2 separate regions of the Danio rerio genome follow, and region 1 is linked to region 2. The links are chromatin contacts, called in public Micro-C maps. All regions are on one chromosome and are shown on one strand. The core of a region is the stretch at or near the end of the contact, and the rest is flanking DNA. Distances in the headings are between cores, read along the strand shown. Region 1 holds the start of scaf1 (SR-related CTD-associated factor 1). Region 2 holds the start of si:ch211-195b15.8.

Region 1 (4,464 bases), core at 1,945-4,444, 74 kb before region 2:
AGCTGAATGTAAAGATGTTGTGACAATATGGCGTTTTATATAAGAACCGTCAGAATGAGCAGAATGGTAATTCTAATAGTTACAGAATTCTAGTTCCACTGTTAATGTATCCTCCTCTCATGTCTGTGCTAACGCAGAATGAAGCCAGTGCACCGATGCCTATTCTGACCAATCACAGATGTTTCTGCTGAGCTCCTGAACACACTGGCACGCGGCTCATGCTGATATGCTCTCTCATTGGCTGCAGCTGGTCACTACATCTGACCACACGTGGGGTTGAGTCGGCCGACTGCTCAGGAATATTTAGCATGCTGAATGTTGGATTTCCGTCTGCGAGGTGTCGGCGACGCGTCAGCGAGCCTCGCTGATGCGTTGTTCAGTAGTTCACACATAAAGAGCGGCGAGCGCCGTGCACCCGCAGATTTCTTCCCGATCACAGCCCGATCTGTCGGCGAGCTCGTTAACTTCCAAATCGGGCTCAAAACAGGCTTAAAGTCCTTTAGTGTGAACAAGGCATTACAAGGTCATTAGCAGACTTGCACCAACCTGGCTTCTGGTAACGAAGGTTTGGGGTAACAGATGTCAACAAAGCAAGAGATGCACCATCATCTACTTTCACTTCTGCGGTTAACTCCACATCAAAATCGCTGAAGGTGATAAAAATGATAATAATTATATATATACACATACATACATTATCTTAATTTTTTAAAATTACATAATATAATACAAAACATGCAATAAAATGGTTAGGTTAGTAGTTCTGAATTTAACTTGCACTGCAAGTAATTTTCACTATTGCAACAACAAAATTGAAAATGAACAATTCAAGTTAAACAAATTTAGAGCAAATATTATTTGTCAAAGTCTTTGTTTAAACAGACTAAAATGACAAAATTGCACTGACCTAACAGAACTAGTGGAAGTCTATCAACTGACAAGAAGTATATTATTTTTAAAAATGCTAGATAAATTATTATGAAAGCTGGTAACATTACCAATAAATTTCCAGAATTCAGTTGTGCGAACAGCACATTTTATATTTACTGGTAAATATGTTCTAGTAATTTACAGATATTACTGTGTGATCTAATATAATGAAGCACAATTTATAGCAATGTAAAAGCACATCCCTCATGTATCTGCATTTAAAATACGACCACTTAAATAGCTAATTAAGTCCAGTATGGATAGGACATCCGCAGCTATTATCAAGCTATTTTTTTTACTTTATGGCCTCAATTATAATATAATAATTCTTACCAGCCCAGAAACTGAGGATGTGAGCTTAGCTGAGGCACAAGAAACACAGGCTCAGAAGAAGCAACAGCTGCAGCACCCTACAAAAGTGTAAAACAAAAAAACATTTCAATTACCTAATATGACTTAATCCACACTGGGTAAATTTCAGACAGACAATGCATACAACATCTACAAGTAGTTAAGCTTAACGCAGCAACTTATGGTTATGCAAATGGTCAAAATGATTTTACTTTACCAGTTCACTAGGCTCATCCTCTGAGGTCTCTCTGTTTCCTTGGAAACATCTTAAGCCAAGTGTCCTTCTGTCTGTTTTAGACTCCACTTCCTCCTCTTCATTAGGAGATTGTTCAGTCTGTGACTACAAGACAGAAAAGCACATTCAAGAATGAGTGTAATGGTAAATAATACTTAAACATGACAATAACCAAATAAATGAATAGATTAAAGAATCCTTAAACACAACACAACACACAAGATAATAAGTATAAATTAGAATTACACCAAACAAATTACTCTTTCGTTTCTCATTTCTTTTGTATCATTATTTGAAGATTTGATTTCTAAATCAGGCAATAAGTTGTGAGAGTTCAACTCTTTATCATTACATATATAGCAAATAATCTTGTGATTCTTCTTCGGTGTGGGTCATTTTTTGGGGAACATCATGTCTGTGTGAAACGTTACTTTTAAAGACAAATGGGGAAAACCGGTAGCAGAGATAGCCCATGTCCTGTATAATTCTTGGTTCAACAGTTCATAATTCGACAGTTTCTATAGAACAGAATCCTTCTCATGTACATTACTGACTTTTCAAAGTGAAACAAATCAAACTTTTAACTATTTGTGCTGCACAAGAAAAGCTCCCTCACAATTATTTGCACATGAAAATAAGATGTTTCACACTTCCAATCCTGATCGAAAAATTTAAACATCATTGACATAGAAAATTAATTGTCGTTAAGACCAATGTGGTTTGGAATTGGTCATTTGTACATGGAAAAAAAATATGACCTGAACATTCACTCCAATAAAACTTAAACGCACACTCTAATTATTTATTTACAGTAAGCATCCAACTTGCTCCTGCACAAACAAGTAGCTTTATCTCGCTTCATAAGACACTCACCTCTCCTGGCACAACATCTGCTTCATCCTTTTCAGCCTGTCCATCTGTTCCCATCTACACACAGCAGACAACACCATAACAAAGATCTGAAACATTCGCTCGAGATACCATAAAGCTGCGCTTGCACATGCCAATAAACTAAAACCCGGGGAATATATTAACCTACTTAGGCATTAAATCTCGGTCTTTAACTTGAAGACCTCTCGGGGAAGCTTGATCACTCGGGTAACTTAACAGAAAGCTTGTGTTGACATTCAACTCAATGCCTTTGGATCTCGACCCTCTGACATCATTGATCGCGATCACTGGATGAAATTGATTTAAGGTGATGCTACAAGACGATGCTTGTTATCTGTCTATATATCTGTAGATCTATCTAGCTAACGTTATCTAACGTTGTAACGTTACTGAAGCATTTTGCCTATGCGTATATATCTTTAATTAAGATTAAGCGCCAGTGCCATACAGCTAACTCTGAATAAAATTAGCATTGCAAACTCATTTTCATCTCAGTGTTGAATTTTAGGAAAACACCGCGCACTCGCTGAAATAATTGACTGGCTAAAAATGTGTCGACCACAGAGGTTAGCTTGCTAGCTAAGTTAGACAAGCTACAAGAGCCACTTACCTTCATGGCGCAGAGGTGAATCGGCTAGTGAATTCCAAAGCTGAGAACCTGCTAAATCCCTCAGCGGTGTTTTTGATAACTTTAAAACAGAATTCAGAGGCACGAAACATTTTTTTAGGAACACAATAAGAGGCCCATCCCATCCGATTCCGCCATTTTGCTTTCCCTACCGAAACTGCCGGCACGGGCTTATGGGAAATGTAGTTTTTCATCAAAGACGTCTTCTTTGGCGACGACGTAAATCGGAAATAAAAAAAAATGTCTGCGTGTGTGTGATGTATGAGAAAAACTGTAGTAAATAGAAAATCTCGACAATAACCGAGAACAGTCTTGCTGGACTGAAATTGTGATTGTTTAAATCTGATGTTTACAAAGCAGCACAATTCTCCTAATTTAAAATGAGTCTTTAATGGTTGGAAGATTTTAGATTCTTAGTTAAACTAAATTGTTATATCATTTTACCATCGAAATATTAAAAGCCTATTGATAATTTTCAAGAATCACAAGTTATTCCGTTTGATACTTGGCAAGTGCTTTTGTTTAATCAAAATTAGCCTAAGATGCTGCCATACATAATCATGCAAAGTCAAACCAATGATAACCCTTTAATGTTGCTTTTACTGCATGAGCTGCATGAATGCAATAATAATTTAAGTAATGACCAGTCTTGACTTATTTATTGTAATCATTGACCATGCATTTATTAAAGCAAAAGTGTAGTAGCCATGTTTTCATCTGTATGAACATATTTATATAACAAATATGGTTAAACTGTGGCTACTGCAGCAAAACTGTGATGATTTTGTGGTTAACATGTACAATAACCATGGTTTTATGGTTGTATTGTAATGAAATCAGTTCATCTTCATAAGGGCAGACTTGTTTGTGCCAATAAAAGCAAACAGCTATATATGTTTGCATTTGTTTTATTGGAAACATATCCATTGTGTAACATTTCAAATAAACCCTCATTTACTCCTGATCACATCCAAACAGGCTCAAACCTGCGGCACTTAATAGGTTCTAGTTATCATTACTCAGGTGAAGTATATGCAGAAGTAGCACTGGTGATTTCTTTGTGTTACAGTAATTCTCCAGGTCATCGCAGAAGAAAAATGACAGCACTGCTCCACAATGCCCCTCTTCTCAAACGCGTCTCTCTCTCCACTCTACTGCAGGAAGGTGGCGCTGTTTCTAATCATGATGCCTGTGGAAAGAGTGTTATCAATGACTGGTTGTCACCAAAAAGGCTCCAAAACGGGTAAACCATGCATGCATAACGCTATACATTTAATATTCCAAGGAATGTTGACTACTCTGCTGTACACTCTGCGAGTGAGACAAGAGACATTGTGACATTTTATATGGTCTTCGGGGAGATCAAATCAAAGAGGTCGGAAACCTGTATATGCATAATAAACGCGTTTACTTTATTTAAATACATTGT
Region 2 (4,039 bases), core at 1,241-3,740:
AAGGCTTTTGCGTTTCTCTGCTAGAGATGGAATCTGAAGGTGAGTAGGCTTAGCTAGGATGGACTTTGGTGCATCTTGCTGTGTCTGAGATGTGACGTTGGCCGGTCTTTGTACCTCTGCAGGATTTGTGCGGAGAGTGAGTGCGCTGAGCTTGTCTGAAAGAGATAAGGTAAACTCAGGCTTCAGCAGCTTGTAGTCTTGACCTCGACTCTGAACATTCTCCTGCTGGCTGTTTTTGTTTTCACAGTGCATGTTTGCTTTGGAATCCTCAGTGCGTCCATTAATAATACAGTTGTTGTCCATGTTGTTCTGAAGGTTCAAGTTAGTTAACAGTGGCGCTGTGGAACTGCTGTTGTGTTTTTCACTGGTGGGCTGAGGGCAGTTATCCAGAGCGTGAAGGTTTGACTTATTATTCTTCAAAGAAAGAGTCCCCTGAAAGAGCTGCAGCTGCCCCAGGAAATTAAAGTTGGGTGAAATTGTAGGTCTGCGTTCTTTCACAAACCTAAAGCAATGATCAGATATTGATATTATTAGTTAATCATTCTTGTTGACATCACCAGTTTCAATCAAAAAATCTCAATAACAGAAGATGCACATATAAACAGCAGCAGATGCACATTACCTGTATGCATGATCCAGATCCATTTTTAGGCTGTACATGACGTAGGCCACAGCAAGCGCAGGAGAGCGAGAGATTCCTGCAGCACAGTGAACCAGGACTGAGCAGCCAGCTGACATGGCCCCATCTAAAACAGATCAGTTGATTATGTTAATGAAATATTATGCACACAGGGAGAAATTAAATACAGCTTAACCATGAAACTCAAAAAAAAAAAAAAAATGCCAAAAAAATGCCAAAAGCATTCAAACAACAAACGGATGTAATTTAGACAAAAATCAGGCCAAAGCAATCTTTGTTTTCATTCTTTCTGAACTGCTTATTTCAACATTGTTTTAAGTCATATTTTTGGTATTGACAGGAATAAAACTTGTTTATGTATTCATACAAACTCAGCTAATAGCTTTGGGATGTTTACTAACAATTTTTTTGCAAGAAAAAAAAAGTACTTTATAGATAAATATGATCGGTTTGTGATCTTTTAATTTATTTAATTATTTATTTAGTTTTTAATTATTCTGTTTATTATGAAGGGGGCATTTATTAAATGTAAAAAATGTTAAATTGTTGAATATTTATTACAATTTTAAATAACTGCTTTCTTGTTGTATGTAGTTTCAAATGAATTTTGAAATATTAATATTGCTTTTATTACTATTACCATTAATAATAATAATACTACTAATAATATTATTAATTAATATTAGAGTGCTTTTTGAAGGATCAAGTGACTAAGTGAACTGGAGTAATAAAGCTAAAAATCTATCGATAAAATCACTGAAATAAATGATAAATTACTTTTGAACAGTTATTTTATAGTGCATAACATTTCACAATTTGTACTGTATTTGTGATGAAATAAATGCAGCCTTGGTGAGCAGGATAAACCTATTTTAAAACATTTAAAACCCCTGCTGACCCCAAACTTTTGACTGGTAGTGTATATAGAATCAAAATCTATTTCAATAGTCATGCGTTTGTTAACCATCGCTAAAAGTATTAATGATGTAATGCATTTAGGATGCAAATCTAGGCTGATGTAAGCAGTGGGCTTGCAGGTCCCTCACCAATGAAGTGCAGCGCCTGAGGGATCCAGGGAAGCAAGTCATCCCGCAGGGAGTCGTCGATCGGGATACGGAGGTACTGGGACTGGGGCAGAAAGGACGGCTGTGGGCAACATCGGCTCACACTTAGCACGTATGAAATGCCTCGGTCGGACAATCCATCCTGTAGTGCGAAAAGCGGATTATAGTGAGAAAGTAAGTCGCATGCTGTGCACAGAAAACACCAATGAGAACAAATGCATTGTTATTATATGACAGCAATACTTATGAATAATTTGAGAATTGTAAATATACCTGCGTTACGTCAGTCTCTGCACCAAGGTAGAGATGCGGCAGAATACGCGACAGCGGTGGCCGCTCAGACTGACCGTCCCTGTAGAACACCATCTCTAGATTTGATCTAAAATAAGAGAATGTTTATTTAGCATGAAACAATATAGAAATGCTAAATACACAGAGAATTACTGAGTGGGTCTATGACGCAGTAAACAGACTGACATAATCCCCTAAAAGGGCCTGAAATTAAAGTTTTAATAAATATATTTTTACCATGGTTATACAACAAGTTATGTTTATTTACAGTAAACTTAAAAGCTGGTACTCACCAGTTCAGTTATAAACCAGCAGAACGCGCAGGAAATCTAAAAAGCTTGCAAAAGTCCAGCGAAGCGGCTGCGGCTCTGTCTGCAGCACAAACTGCAGAAGCAAATACCGTGTTTGGTATGTTTATCAATCTGCTTGAAGATAAAGAGCTACTCGATCTGCCTTCTCAGCAGCTGTGTTCTCGAGCTCCTCTCCGTCCTGTCTGCGCTCCTAACATTATTTGTTGTTGTATGTATCTGTACCTGCGCGAGGGAGGAAAAGATGAGGTCATCCCCGTTTCCAGAAGCTAAGAATAGTGCAATTCAGTGTGATGTCATTTTCAGCCAATCGGAGCGCAGGCTTGCTCTTTGACGCGCGCGCGGGCACGCTCTGTTTGTTCGCCATCATCAATTTACCCTGAAGACCTCGGCATTTTTATTGTGATGAATCGCGTTTTACTCCCTGTAGCCTTTCAGACTGAAACAAGCTGCGTTTATTTTGCAAATGGAGTGTGTGCAATCCGTCAATTGCGACTCTCCTATCATTCTAGATGTTTTTTGATATCAAACTCGTCTGCAGCGTCCCGCATGGAGCAGTGTTTCTGTTGTAAACAAAATGTATTATTCAGAACGCTTAGTTCAGTGCTCCACATTTACCTATTTATATCATATTCATAATAAAACAGCACTACCGCAGTGCACTGTACCCAAAACAATTACGTTGTTTATGTTTCAATGATGTCATTTGTTTTGATCAGACTGGAGCACAACATTAATTTATTTCTCCAGCTGCAAACCCAGCAGAAATACAGTATTGATCATGTGCATTTGTGCAACTTGTATGCTAATGCATTTCTGTAAATAGTCACTATGTAATGCAATTCTAATACAGAATATCACATTTGTCTTAATCTTGCAATAATTTAGCAGACTCCCTCCACTGAACATTTTCTTTTACACTGAATATGCAAACCTAATCATCTAATAATAATAATAAAAAAAAAACATTTCGATAATAGCTTTTATTTCTCAGTATGGTATAAATCCTATCTGGTGACCTAATTTGATTTGCAGTTTATTTTCCCTGAGAGTTAAAAAAAAAAAACACTTAATTTTGCTCTTGCAATATTTTAAGGTTCCCTAAAAATACAATATACTGAGGAGAACACCACCAGTCAGTGTTCAATAAACTGAAATGTTGCTAATACACCTTTCATCTCTCAACGACTCATCCACTAAAAAAAGAATCAATCACTAAAGTATGTGCATAACTTTGTTTCTTAAGCTCATACTGCAAAAGTGACTGTTTAACTTCTTGGTATCTTATTATTCTATAATTATACTTCTTTTTCTAGTGCAAATATCTCAAGCTTCATCAGTCACAACATATTTGAGATGCAAAATTAAATATTGATTTCTGAAAATGCATTAGGACAAATAAATATTTGCCAGTAGGGTTTATTTCAAAACCCAATGACAATGTAACCATGTACGCTCAGATAATCTGTAGTTTACCCATCTTGTCTTAAATACGTTTAGACATTTGTACCCAGAAAAAAAGGACAAAATATTTAACGCCATGGACTTTGTGAACCAAATAGGTTTAGCAATTACATACCAATTATATGGGGCTAATGTGTTTTTAAATTTTTAATTTATGCTGTTGTCTTGAGTGTTTCTTTTATGTGATTGATGTGTTACCAGCGTTAAAGACAAATTTCCTTTCTGTGCCAAGCAGAGCGGACAAAGTTTAAACTAAACAGATTGTGCTATGA

What was found. Hi-C and Micro-C count contacts between places; a contact is called where the count stands out from the background.
Region 1: a Micro-C map of caudal fin shows a contact between it and region 2, with 8 times the contacts expected there. The contact joins the promoter of scaf1 here to the promoter of si:ch211-195b15.8 in region 2. A contact is called at or near these places in 7 of 18 Hi-C or Micro-C datasets (caudal fin, embryo, fibroblasts and 2 more) and 3 of 4 datasets of contacts at active chromatin or transcription factors (caudal fin, embryo and gastrula embryo).

The regions. Positions count from the first base shown.
Region 1 is chr3:31,288,676-31,293,139 of GRCz12tu, reverse strand. scaf1 (SR-related CTD-associated factor 1) reads right to left here and starts at 3,194. Exons shown (of 12, transcript XM_073944590.1): 1 at 3,018-3,194; 2 at 2,390-2,443; 3 at 1,499-1,621; 4 at 1,264-1,340; 5 at 547-647. The coding sequence starts at 3,023. LOC100534937 (insulin) reads right to left here. Exons shown (of 3, transcript XM_009299616.4): 2 at 4,123-4,186; 3 at 3,928-4,120. The coding sequence ends at 4,041.
Region 2 is chr3:31,214,371-31,218,409 of GRCz12tu, reverse strand. si:ch211-195b15.8 reads right to left here and starts at 2,490. Exons shown (of 5, transcript XM_681250.9): 1 at 2,289-2,490; 2 at 1,978-2,083; 3 at 1,687-1,846; 4 at 623-746; 5 at 1-502. The coding sequence starts at 2,070. LOC141381223 (a long non-coding RNA gene) reads left to right here and starts at 1,691. Exons shown (of 3, transcript XR_012401075.1): 1 at 1,691-1,878.